Regions from separate parts of the Zea mays genome. Here all the other regions are linked to region 3. The links are chromatin contacts, called in public Hi-C maps. All regions are on one chromosome and are shown on one strand. Each heading gives the region's core, a stretch centred on a gene start, on an enhancer-like site or on the middle of the called end of the contact. The rest is flanking DNA. Distances are from core to core; before and after follow the strand shown.

Evidence for each region. Hi-C and Micro-C count contacts between places; a contact is called where the count stands out from the background.
Region 1: a Hi-C map of endosperm shows a contact between it and region 3, with 2.5 times the contacts expected there. The contact joins the promoter of LOC103626279 here to the promoter of LOC100283858 in region 3. A contact is called at or near these places in 4 of 25 Hi-C or Micro-C datasets (ear, endosperm, leaf and 1 more).
Region 2: a contact with region 3 is called in a Hi-C map of leaf, with 5 times the contacts expected there. The contact joins the enhancer-like site here to the promoter of LOC100283858 in region 3. A contact is called at or near these places in 6 of 25 Hi-C or Micro-C datasets (bundle sheath, ear, endosperm and 2 more).
Region 4: a Hi-C map of endosperm shows a contact between it and region 3, with 2.1 times the contacts expected there. The contact joins the promoter of LOC100501472 here to the promoter of LOC100283858 in region 3. A contact is called at or near these places in 3 of 25 Hi-C or Micro-C datasets (ear, endosperm and tassel).

Annotation. Positions count from the first base shown.
Region 1 is chr5:42,843,509-42,846,737 of Zm-B73-REFERENCE-NAM-5.0, reverse strand. It overlaps LOC103626279 (heat shock 70 kDa protein 16), which reads left to right and starts at 1,614. Exons shown (of 9, transcript XM_008646666.3): 1 at 1,614-3,024; 2 at 3,138-3,229. The coding sequence starts at 1,852. LOC109939671 reads left to right here. Exons shown (of 8, transcript XM_020537976.1): 8 at 70-134. The coding sequence ends at 134.
Region 2 is chr5:42,415,572-42,418,917 of Zm-B73-REFERENCE-NAM-5.0, reverse strand. No RefSeq gene overlaps it. Among protein-coding and RNA genes, the nearest start is that of LOC100276340, 4.6 kb to the left of the region's middle. Within about 2 kb of position 1,762, at least 16 of the 20 cell types and tissues checked have an H3K27ac peak or open chromatin away from gene starts, as enhancers often do. A contact at or near this core is called in bundle sheath, ear, leaf and 1 more, where this site is marked.
Region 3 is chr5:42,664,720-42,668,026 of Zm-B73-REFERENCE-NAM-5.0, reverse strand. LOC100283858 (60S ribosomal protein L27) reads left to right here and starts at 1,392. Exons shown (of 1, transcript NM_001291614.1): 1 at 1,392-1,977. The coding sequence starts at 1,453. The coding sequence ends at 1,866.
Region 4 is chr5:42,886,992-42,890,217 of Zm-B73-REFERENCE-NAM-5.0, reverse strand. It overlaps LOC100501472, which reads right to left and starts at 1,359. Exons shown (of 6, transcript NM_001362581.1): 1 at 989-1,359; 2 at 125-252. The coding sequence starts at 1,100.

The DNA of each region.
Region 1 (3,229 bases), core at 365-2,864, 180 kb before region 3:
CTGGATTGTTTGAAGTTTGAACAATATAACATGGAAATGTGGGTACATGAGGATTCATTCTTTGCACAGGTCCGCAACCGCTGGAGGTCATAGTGCAAGATGTCAAGGCCAAGAAGCACAACCAGGCGCTATGAGTCCGGGTTGTTGGTCGCTGGATCTACGATACAGAGAATGGCAAAACCTACCATCAGGTGAGATAATCTGCATGTCCCTGATGTTCCCCTGCTTCTGATTACATGTTGAGTGACATCAAGTTTAATGGTAATCTAACAACATTGAGCAGGTAGAAGAACCCCAGAAATTTCTGCAGATAGGAGGTAAACATGCAGCAATTAAAAGGAAGTTGTTCTAGGTTTGCCTATTCATATAGTTGCTTTTGTGTTTGTTTGACTGCATATATCATGCATGGCTATGTGACAGAACTATTGATGATGGACTTTAGAGGTTGTTTGAACTTGTTTGCCGTTTAGGCACATTCATGGTAAATGATGGTCACCTCTTTGGTGGGGGAGATAAATCACACTTTCACTAATAGCTGGTCCAACTTAGATTTGAAAAACACCGCCAGCTGATAATACAGTTTTGAAGAAAAGCATATTATCATTCATTTTATTCACAGTGATAATGATAAAAAGATCATCGTTTGTTTTCATGTACGTGAATGTTTTTGCGTTGTACTGTATATTGTTACTTGTAAACAATATTTATTTAACATTTGTTCAAGTACCAAATTATGACAAGATTATGTCTGGCTTATGCACAATAGCTGAGGATTAAAATTTGCATTACCTAGAACTATTTTGAGAAAAAAGTTCTTTGGAGAAGTATATCTTCCATGTCACTTACAGAATAGAGTGTTAAAAATGATCCTAAATGTTGATGCCTTACTGCCTTAGTAACGCCAACAAAATTCCATTGTGTGTTCCTGATTTGAGGACTAAGACATTAATCAGTTCAAGTAGTACCATTTTGTGTTATCGAGTGAAAGCCAAGAATAGTGTAAATTTGACCACATGCCTTACTGCGAGAAAGTTTGACCACATGCATGTCAAAGCCAAGAATAGTGTAAATTTTAGAAAACAGTTTACTTGAGGTACCTCATAGTCATATGGATAGATAATAAGGACATTCGATATCTGGTACTTGTGAATTAGAAGATTTCATATGCCAATTTTTTTTGGTGGATGGAACATGACACATGTATTTATGGAGCTTTTATACTCACATTCTTGTATTTGTTGTTTGTAGCCTCGACAAACCTGGAGTTTGAACACATGACAGATGATGTGCTCACTTTTTTGGATGAAGAGATGCATTTATAGTTCACTGCGTTAGGTTTATATACATAATTATGTGGATTGGCCGGACTATAGCTCCCAATACTATATATATACCTCCCGTTATGGTTTGTCCTTATGCGGCGTCTTACTCCTGTTTTTCCTTGTGCTGAATGGATGCCTTTCTGTGCTGGATAGTGTGTTGGATAGGGCGCCCGAATGGGCGCCACCTGATCTAGTATAGTTTAAAAGGGAAACAAACACACACTAAATTAAATGCTAGTTCGAATTTGTTGGATTACGTATCAAACACAGCTCAAAATTACTAAGGAGCCGAGAGAAAAAAGGGCCGAGCCACGTCCCCGCAGTAGGCAAAAGAAACCGGCCCTACGTGTCGGCGACAGCCGAGTAAGCACGGGCCGGCTCCTCCTCGCCCAACAACCACCGCGGCGTGCGCCGACCGTACCCTCTCCCTCCGGCGCACCGCTCTGGTTCATCTCCAACTACATCCACCGCGCCCCAAATCGCACCCCGCCTCCCCCATTCGCGCCGATCGAACCCCAAATCGGTGGCGATGAGCGTGGTCGGCTTCGACGTCGGCAACGACACCCTGGTGGCGGCGGCGGCGCGGCAGCGGGGCATCGACGTGCTCCTCAACGCCGAGTCCAAGCGCGAGTCCCCCGCCGCCATCGCCTTCTCCCGCAACGCGCGCCTCATCGGCTGCCACGCCGCGTCCGCCTCGTCCGCGCACGCCCCCTTCTCCAGCGTCAAGCGCCTTCTCATGGGCGCCACGGGGAGGCACCCGGACTCCTCCCTACTCCGCGACCTGTCCCGCCTCCCCTTCCCCGCTGCCGTCGGTGGCGGCGCTGTCGTCCACGCCGACCACATCGGCCGCCGCATCGCGCTCTCGCCGACCCACCTCCTCTCCATGCTGCTGGCCTACCTCAAGCAGCTCGCGGAGGCCGACCTCGGCGGCGCCCCCGTAGCCGACTGCGTGATCTCCGTGCCCTGCTACTTCACTCAAGCGCAGCGCCGAGCCTACCTCGACGCCGCCGCCATCGCGGGGCTCAGGCCGCTCCGCCTCATGCACGACCTCGCCGCCACCGCGCTTGGCTACGGCCTCTACCGCTCCGACCTCGGCGGCTCCGGGGGTCCCACCTGTGTCGCGTTCGTGGACGTCGGCCAATGCGACACACAGGTCGCGGTCGTCTCTTTCGACATGTCGGGGATGAAGGTGCTGTCTCACGGGTTCGATGCAGACCTCGGGGGCAGGGACTTCGACGAGGTGCTGTTCGAGCATTTCGCCGAGGAGTTCAAAGACAGGTACATGATTGATGTCACAGGAAATGTCAAGGCCAGTATGAGGTTGAGGGCAGCCTGTGAGAAGGCGAAGAAGGTTCTGAGCGCGAACGCGGAGGCTGTGGTGAACATTGAGTGCCTGATAGAGGAGAAGGATGTGAGGGGGGTGATCCGAAGGGAGGACTTCGAGAAGCTATGTGCCAGGCTGCTGGAGAGGGTTGTTGAACCTTGCAACAGGGCGGTGACAGATTCAAGGATTGGATTGGAGAGGCTGCATTCTGTGGAACTCGTTGGGTCAGGTTCTCGTGTGCCTGCCATTGCCAAGGTGCTTAAGGAATTCTTCAGAAAAGAACCTAGTCGCACACTCAATTCAAGTGAGTGTGTGGCTCGGGGGTGTGCATTACAATGTGCAATGCTTAGTCCTACGTTCCGTGTTCGGGAATACGAGGTATGACTGCACTTTATCTTGTCAAATTCAACATCTGTTTAAGCTATATGTTATGTGGAGCATGAGAGACTGCTGGTTGTATAGTGAGAGTTGACACATTCATTGTATTTCAGGTGCACGATGCAATCCCTGCTTCCATAGGATTTTATACTAGTGACGGCCCAGTTTCAACATTGTCAAGTGATGCATTGTTCCGGAGAGGCCT
Region 2 (3,346 bases), core at 513-3,012, 250 kb after region 3:
CATAAGAGTGTGCGAGGCGGGATCACATTTACTGTCCTCACCTACTTGTTGTAGCCTTTTCCTGTGACTCCGAAGCTTTCTGTCACAACCCGTTTTTTAAAGCTAGCTTCAGAAAAAAATCTCTTTGGGTCAATCCCCTGTTGAGATGCAAGAATTCACACAACTGCTAGGGTAGCCACCCCCACTACTTCAGAGGCCTGCCAAAGTGATGAGAATGCTTTGGATACTGTGCCAATTTCTATGGCGCCGATTTCTGAAGTCATGAAGGCTTCGTCGGTTCTAAAATCTAAGCGCAGCTCGAAGGTTGCCGTAGAAGGGCACGAAGATAGGCCATCCAAACCAAGCTATATTGAGATGGGTCGATCTATTCCGAAGGAGAAGGACTTGAAGGAGATGAAATAGCTTGGCTACTTTGGGATAAGGACAAGGTACGGCTTGCTGGTGATAAGACAACTCCGAAGCCAAAGAGCAAGGAGGTCATACTTTTTAGAAGCTTCTTCCGAGCTGGCCTTCGTCTGCCAATGTATGGGATGATAGCGAAGGTCTTTGTGGTGGAACCGCCAAGATTATTCCAGTTTAAGTGCCTAAGTCCCGTCTTAGAGGCAGGCGGGCCCAGGATTTAAAGAATGGGTATTCGAAATTGTACTAGAGAAAAAATTGAACTATTTCCCTCATCATGACCACGAAAAGCCAACCCTTGATGCAACAGAAATCTTATGCACTTAAGTGACCATGTCAAACGAGCTAGGTATTGAGCCTTATACAATGAAGTATTTGAGGCAACTGACTCACGGATTGATGCTTTAGGTGTCAAAAATAAATTATATTTCTCCTCAGCTTCACAATGAGCACTATCAACAACACCAACATGCTTAAGCAAACTAGCTTTAACATTCCAATTTCTAAATCCTTCATTAACGAAAGCATCTCCACCGGGTAATTTGTTGTTAACTTTGAACAAATAGCAAACAAAACAATATGCAGCATCTTTATCCACACTATACTCAAGCCAACTAAACTCGGAAAACCACTTTGGTAGGAAGCGACGCATACCTCCACATTCATGTTGGGGAAAATCATCCTTCTTCATCTTTGGTCGACATGGCCCTAATGCAATATAGGCCCTTCTAACTGCATCTTGGATATTAATAGAATAGCTTGAGATTGGAGTCCTCAATCCAGGATCATGCTCAATGCCATAAATATCATTATCATCACTATCATTATCCTCACTCGATGTTGTCCCATTCAAGTGCACTAATTCAAAATCATCATTGTCTTCAACATCTACTATTATTGGAGGTTCAGGCTCAACCCTCTCTTGTTCTGCGGGTGTTGCATTACTAGTTTCAGTCTGTTCTTGAAATATCACCAATTACATCTCTCTTTCATTGGAAGATGGAGCAACAATATCCTTCTTTTTTGCAGCAGCTCTTGATAAAAAAGCTCTTAGATCAGTGGTAGCACTGCTCTTCCTCTTTATTTTCAAATCTGCAAATAAATCACAATACACTCAATTCAATGCCTAGTCTAAAACAAATTAAGATACGCTCAAATCAAATTAGTGAAACCAAGCGGCTGGGCGAGCATACCAACAGGCAAGCGGCAAAGCCTTGTTTCATTGTGGCATGTGGGTGGGCAGCAAGCGGTAGCCGGTAGCCAGCCTAGCAGCAAGCAAGCAAGAGGCCAAGAGCAAGCGGGACTGCAGGTCTGCGGGAGCCTGGGTGTGGCTGGATGCACGGGCTACCGCCTGCGGCCTACCGGCTAGCCTGGCGGCTAGCGCTAGCGCCTGGCCGATGGTGGCTAGAGTGCTGCCGTGCTGGGGCAGCGGAGTGACGCAGACACACAGTGGCACTGTTGCAGACCTAATGGGCAAGCCGGCCAGATGGGTCGAGCATGTTAATATGTTATGGAAGGCCATGTATGCCGAGCAGAGTATATTCATGTATTTTCAATATTTCAGAGTATATATATAGCATATACATGTATATATAATTTTTTTTTACCAAAAATACTGGGTATTCAACTGAATACCCTTGTTTCATTATGGGCCCGCCCCTGCAGTGACACACTAAAATCAAAATAAACTATCAGTCTGTCGGATCTAGTCCGATAAAAACCACTTATACCAGATCGAATGTCACTTGCTCACTCGAAGGTGAGACACAAAGAAATATAATAAAGCATAATACCACAAATTTAAGAGCACCAATAGTTATTACATCTTCAGAGTTCAGGGTAGTAAACCATAGTTTTTAGTGCAGCGGAAATTAACTAACGAAGATAACTGGGAAGTATGGCGAATCCTGGCCAACTACTCCTGGTCCTCTCCTGCAGAGGCAGCATCTCACTCAACTGTCCAACCCGATGGCAGGGTGGAAGGCCAAGTCACACCATCAACCATTTCATGCAAGATACCTAAATATTTTGGTGCCACAAGCAAGGCTAAGTATACTAATACTCAGCTAGACTTATCTGGTGTGAGGAGTCTACACCTCTACCTCTAGACCATGAAGTTATGTGGCTGAGAGGATTGTTTTACCGAAAGCACTATCTGAGTCTAAGTCAAGTTTTAGCTTTTCAAGTTCTAGAATATTCCTTAAATTATCTTAGCATCCTTCTAATCACCACATGGTAACAAGCATTTATAGCAAACAACACTTTATATCATGAAACCTTATTACACTTCTTACTCGATGCAACAACATGTATCAAGCAGTCTCATTAGCTGCAAGAAGCAAACGATTCAAATCGAGTTTTAACATTGCAAGGTAAACCTAAACACATGACATGTAGGGGAACTCCGTCCCCACAAACGTCTACCGTCCCCATCAATTCCCCGTCAATGGATCAGAGCCTCACTGCCTTGGGTACAATGCTCCACTGCCCCGGACCCAGCCATGCAGTGACCGTCGTTGTACCCACCATAACTGCAATGGGAGACCATTTCTCATGATAGGTGAGGATAAAGTCTGTTGGCAGGTTCACTCAGGTACTCGACTTACCGATTTACCATATTTCTTGGCATGTGCTTAGTACTTTCAAATGCTTGCTTGACCTAGTATACTAATTCTATCTTGATTGATTTACCATCTTGACGGTGGCTAGGCGAGAGGTGGGCGGCTGCTCGTTTACTGGTGGCGAATTAGGGTTCACTTAATCGTGCCCCTGTCCCTCATTATATAGGCGTTTTGGTGGGCTTCTGACTCCGAAGCCCATTATTAACCCTAAAGCCCTGTCTAATTTCGGATCTAATCGAGTTAGGATTCCTTCCCCTTAAGTGTGTGACCCAATAGGTTCACGTACATATAGACATGGCCTGAGTACTCTTACTTGGCCCAATAAT
Region 3 (3,307 bases), core at 143-2,642:
ATAAATTTGAAATATGGAATCATCATTCAATATTATGAGTAATTTAAATTATAAAGTGTAATATATTCGCCATTAAAGACTAAAAAAACAAGCTATTATCCATAAAATTATCTAATATTAATCATTATTCGGAATCAAACAATTTGGCGCGGCTCGCGAGTCGAAATGAGCCGGCTCAGCTCGACTCGCTGAAAAAATGAGCTCGAGAAATGGGCTCGGCTCGTTCGAGGCTCGTGAGTCGCTTCGAGCCGAGCCGAGCCGAGCCACTCTAAATTCGAGCCGACTCGTGAGCCTCGAGCTTATTTTTCAGCCCTAAAACCGACAACTAAATGATAAGGATTTTTAGGTGTAACGGCAGGGAGCGCACGTCCCTCATGGCTCCTGTTTCGTCGCCCGCTTCTATGGGGGTTCGAGCCTATCATATTTTTGTTGTCCTTGTTCGATCATATATGGATGGAAGCTTATCTCGAAAATTATTTGTTTATGAGATGCTGGAGGAGAGGAATGGATCTACATGCTTTGTGCATGACAAACGGGACAGTGGAAATGATGGAACAATGAAAACTTGTATTTTAGGCTACCTTCAATAGATCGCACATAAGGCCATACAAAAAAACTGTTGTTTGCATTGTAGACATTATTGTTTATTTAGTAAAGTTTGAAATATATACTACTGTATATTTCAATAGTTTAAACTTTGCAAAACTCACTTGACCAAATCATCCACACTCATAACAATAACTAAATCCACCAAACAAATTGCACCCAAATTTAACACCATTAAATTCAACGGTTCAGAACATTAGATAACTTAATATCTATTACTCACGTAAATCAAATAGACAATATTATTTGGATCATTCTTCATCCTCTCCCCGTGACCCCACCGCCATAGCCTCCCCCAGTCCCTCTTCTATTGTGACCCCGCCGGCCCCTCCCCCTCCTCTCACTCGTGTCACTGCCACCATCGACTTCTTTCCTCATCTGATCGAGATCGTAGTGTTAGAACAAACTATATGCTATAAGAAGATAAGATAGGAGATGACATAGTTGCCTCACACAACCTTAAGGAGTAGAGAAGAGATGAGACCGGTGTTGAGCTGCAGAGCTGGGGCACATGAAGGAATGCTGGGATGGAATTTGGACTGGCCGACTGGATCTTTTTCTGTACGACAAAGAAAAGCTACAGTAGTGCTCATGTTGGGCCTTGGGCCATTGACGACGAGCCTTACATCAGACCCAGAACTACTTCATCCCGCGCCCCCTGAAGCTCGAGCACGGCAGCACCGTCCGATCCTGGATCCAACAGCCGAAACCCACCCACCTGGAAACCCTAGCGCCGCCACACTATATAACCTTCTCTCTTCGCCGTGCTCCGATTTGACACACCTCCCAAACCCTACACTCCCGGCGGCGGCGGCGGCGGCGCAGCAGCGGCAGCAGCATCCGAAGATGGTGAAGTTCCTCAAGCCCGGCAAGGCCGTTATCCTCCTCCAGGGCCGCTTCGCCGGCAGGAAGGCAGTTATCGTGCGCGTGTTCGAGGAGGGCACCCGCGACCGCCCCTATGGCCACTGCCTCGTCGCAGGCCTCGCCAAGTACCCAAAGAAGGTGATCCGCAAGGACTCCGCCAAGAAGACTGCGAAGAAGTCGCGCGTCAAGTGCTTCATCAAGCTCGTCAACTTCACTCACCTCATGCCCACCCGCTACACCCTCGACGTCGATTTCAAGGATGTCGCCACCGGTGGGCCCGACGCACTCTCTACCCACGACAAGAAGGTCGCCGCCTGCAAGACGGCCAAAGCGCGCCTTGAGGAGAGGTTCAAGACCGGCAAGAACAGGTGGTTCTTTACCAAGCTCCGCTTCTAGATGCTCGGCCTCCCGAATAGTCCTGCTTTAGCTGTCGATTTGTTGTATCGGACACACTCCATCTCTGTTTTCGTATTACCATGAATATTTCGTGTTTAGTCCTGGGGCTCTCAGAGATAAATTTGCTAAGATATGCCGTTGTTGTGTTACATGTTTTCGTGATAGGTCTGGTTAAAATTTTGTTCTGTTTTACGGCTTGCGGGTTTCTTGTTGGTGCCAGACATTTGTGATGCATCTTGTTAGTAGTGTTTCATCAAGTATGCTCTTTTGTTTCTCCTGATGATCTGGTTAATTATGAAAAGTAGAAATGTAGCATAAGGTATACAAATATATTATGTATAAAACCATATTAGTTTAATTGATATATGTCTAAATTACGATTATTAGAATGAAATTCAATTTCATGTATTCAAAGGGGGTCTTAGCTGAATTGAGCTAGTGGCCCTGGGCTCTATGGAATTGTTGAATGTTCAATTTGTGTCTTTAGGATTAACTGTTTCATCAAGTAGATGACAACAAATATTGGCTACAATCTTATTTATCCTATTGATTAGTTTGTTAAACTTGTAATGTCGGGTTGATTGCGAATATTAAACTTCCATGGAAAATCATGCTTTACTTAGATGCTGTTTGACTCCCTGTCAAAGAATTTTTTTAATACTGTTCATACTGCCTTTCGGAGCTGGGTAGTCATTCCTTTCCAAATATTTTTGAGTAACATTAGGGAAAATTTGATACGTTCGAATCGAAGCGCTGTTGGCTATCACATTGGATGCTGCTTCATTCATTGTCTTGTAATTAATGGGCAGTTAGTTTTAGTTTCTCATTTGTTTGTTGATCATGCTTGTAGCCTCTTGTTATCTTTTATTTACTCGTGAAATAAAATACAACGGATCCTAAGAATTCTACTACCTTCGTTCCATTTTATAATTTGTTTGACTGGCTTTTCAAAAAAAATCGTAATTATTATTAATTTTTACTGTGATATCGTTTAGTATATAATATATTTTAAATATGGCTTTGAATTTTCCATTTTCTTGCAAAAAAATTGAATAAGATGAACCGGTCAATCTCGGTTCAAAAAGTCAAACGAATTATAAATTGTGACATGTGAGTAGAATAGAATATACCGTGGAGTAAAGCAAATAATTCATGTAACCTTCTGAGGCTGGGTATGTTTTAATGTTGCCTTTTTAAACAAACGTGTTAGGTGTTATTTCACCTAGAACCTCTTGTAATTTGGTACGCATTTTGATTGCTTTGGCACATTTTGCTGCTCGTTACTATTGTGTTGTTTGCTTTACAAGTTCAACATTGTCTTCCTGGTTACAATTTATCAATGCGTTTGGTACCAGTAAACCTTATTTTATAACTTAATTCGTGCACCTCAAAATCTTATTTGAACGGAATCTGGCATGAAAATGACCAAATCCCAGTTTCG
Region 4 (3,226 bases), core at 110-2,609, 220 kb before region 3:
AAACTTGTTACAAAAATTTCAAATGAATTATAAATTGAGACAGACGGAGTATAATATATGAATATTTTATTCGACACTGAGGCAAATTGACAACCAAATAAAAGATATTGATGCATAAAGATACCTTTATGTGGGGTGGAAATAAGGCAGCAAATTCTGAAATATCAGTGATGATATCTTCAAGATGCTGACCAAGGGTGCCAAGGCACAAGCTGACCAATTTCTGAGGTTTACCTTTCTTCGAGGAAGAATCTGAAGTACAATTTTGAAGTCAATATTTGGAGATAACGCTGCATATGCAATGACAAGAACAATTGAAAACCAATACAGAGTAAGATTGAATTATTCTGGTCTGCACAATAATTGATAAAGTAATCTCGATGAGTTTATCAACACAATGCACCATTTATTCATTTCAATTTAGTGATGAAGGTTTCAGTTCTGTTCAATATAAACTAACTTTTGTATGTCATCTTCTTGGCAGTTGGCCATAAAAATTATCCATGAAACAATTATAAATATGGAATACATGTCAATCGGTGGGAGTTTAGTATCTTCCTGAAATCCCATAAATTAACATAATGATCAAAGCGAAGCACACAACACTAATACTAGAAACTATGGGCCTGTTTGGATACAAGGGCTAATCAATAGCTTGGCAATCAAATTAGCTATCGTGCATCTAAACACGAGGGCTAATTTTTTAGACAAGTCTTCAACTAGTTGTTAACCAACTAGCAAGCCAACATAGCTAATTTGGACTAATATTTAGCCCCAACTAGTAACTAGCTATGTATCAAACATGCCCTAAAGTGAATCAATCAAACCCATCACTGCTTTATCATCCTAGAAAATTCTTAATTATGCACATATTTCGTTCTGCAGGAGACACCAACACACGAAATCAATCATTCTAAGCAGCTATAACCAATACACAGTCAGACTAGCTAGTTACCCAACATAAGCGAACAGGCGGCAGGGAGCTTACAGAAGGAGGGCGACGGTAGGAAGCTCTTGGTCTTGGGGTTCTGGCGCGGCGTGACACGGACATCGCTGAACGACGCCGCCAGCTCGGCCACCACCGATTTCCCTTTGTCCATCCTACCCCGTGGGGTCAGATCGAGGGCAGCCCCTCTGGCGTCGGGCCCTCGAGGCGGGCGTGGGCGCGGTAGCGGTATGGGCGACTGCGGCAGCAAGGTGGGCGAGGGTGGAGAAGGCGGTGGCGCGCTTGCCGGTTGGGATGGCGGTAGTGGGGCAGAAGGAACGGAGCCGGTGCGACGGCAAGTGGGTGAGCAGGGCAGGCAGACGATCGTGCACGGTCGGCCGCCGGAACGGGAGAGGTCGTCAATTTTCCGTCCGTTCTGTAGCTTTTTCCCGATATTTTTTTTTTTTTTTGCCTGGGCACGGCTTTTATTACCTAACTGGGGGTGGGGCCGGGGCCGGGGCCGGAGCGACCTTCCATCTCATCAAATCTGACCTTTCAAATCCAACTCTAAAGTGTCCCTACAAACTCTAGAATAGTTGACTTTTAGAGCACTCCAAAAGTTTTTCTAAATTCCACTCTCTAAATTATTATTTAAAGAACCATTTATATCAAAATAACTTTCTATATTTTTTCTTAGTCTGCAACAGTCTTTCTATATCTTATTTGCACTCTGTATTTAGCTAGCTAACCCAAAATAGAAAATAGCTATATTTAGATAAGTTGTTAGAGGATATTTTTTATAAAAAAAATCTATTTATATAGATTAGGAAGAATATAGAGAGGCTTTTGGAGATGCTCCTACATTAGCAAATATTTAACACACTGTGATGGTTCTAAAGTTATAATTTTTATAGACAAGTAAAGTGCTCGTATGTTGCTATACTTTCTATTTATGTTTAGTATAGAATATTTCTACTATATTAAAGCAACAATTTCGACGGTCATCCTACATCATCCTTTAAAACTAACCTTGCATTTGTTTGAAATCAACCTATGCAGCCATAATGCACACAAAAATATCCAAAAGTTGAATTGAATACGTGCATGCAGCGGTCACCGTTACCATAACGAACTTCGGTTGAACATCTCAATGTTGCGCCTTCGTGAGTCTACTGAATGAGAAAATACATCATAAATTTGGGATTGTTATTTCTATTCTGACTTGGATAAATTAATAAAAACTCATTTTGGTGATTCATTGAGTAGACATCTGGTTTATGTACATTTTAGCATATTCAACTTGTTAAGTTCTAGATTTTTTTATGCATATAAGAGCAACTCCAATAGTTATATAAATTTTAGCTCTCTAAATCACAGATTTAAGAAGTTGCTAAATGACTTTTGGAGTAAAAAAATGTGAGTTGTCCAATAGTTCTCTAAATATAGGTTGTAATTTTGTTTTATATTTATCCACATAAAAAATAAGTCACAAAAACTATATAATGCAGTCAACATTTTTGTTTAGGGAGTTGTTAAATGGTTGCCAAATGTAGAGAGAAAATGAGGTTAGATGATAAGTTGTTAAATTTAGAAAGTTCATTTAGAGAACTGTTGGAGAATAGTTTTCATGTTAACTACCTAAATTATTGATTTAGGAAGTCTTTTAGAGAACTACTGGAGTTGCTCTAAGCTTTCATTTTCTTTAGAACATGCACTTCGTGCCTAATATTTTCCTTATGGATAACATATACTGTATTTTTTGGTCAACCATAAAGGACTCTATCATATCTTTAATCTTTACCCCACATGTTGATTGCATTCTATCAAATACTAAAGATTGTTTTCTCGGGTTTGTTTGGTGAGCACATCATGTGGAGTTTTGTACAAAATGTCATAGCGGGAAGCTCATGCATTTTTGTGTGACTAATGTTTTAAATGTTCAGTCTATTGAACAGGGTCGTGCCGGTGAAATCCGAGGCCCTGTATAGATTTTGAAATGAGGCCTTATCCACGTGAATGCTCATGAGGAAGGTTTTTCTCCCATCTACATCTCTGTTGGGGAATTTATCTATGCGGGGAATCCGTCTCCATTAAGAAGTGCAATATTTAAAGATAAATTTAAATTAATTATATCAAATAAATATAAATTGAAAAACAAGATTTAAAGTTATAAGAGACATATACTTTAGAGTTTAGTTTGCCTATTTTGTAATATGCAAAATATTAATTTTAGTATAATTTTAATAAGTCAATGGACTTGTTTAGATCAAGAGAAGTTCGTGAGGCGGTACGTGAGGAATG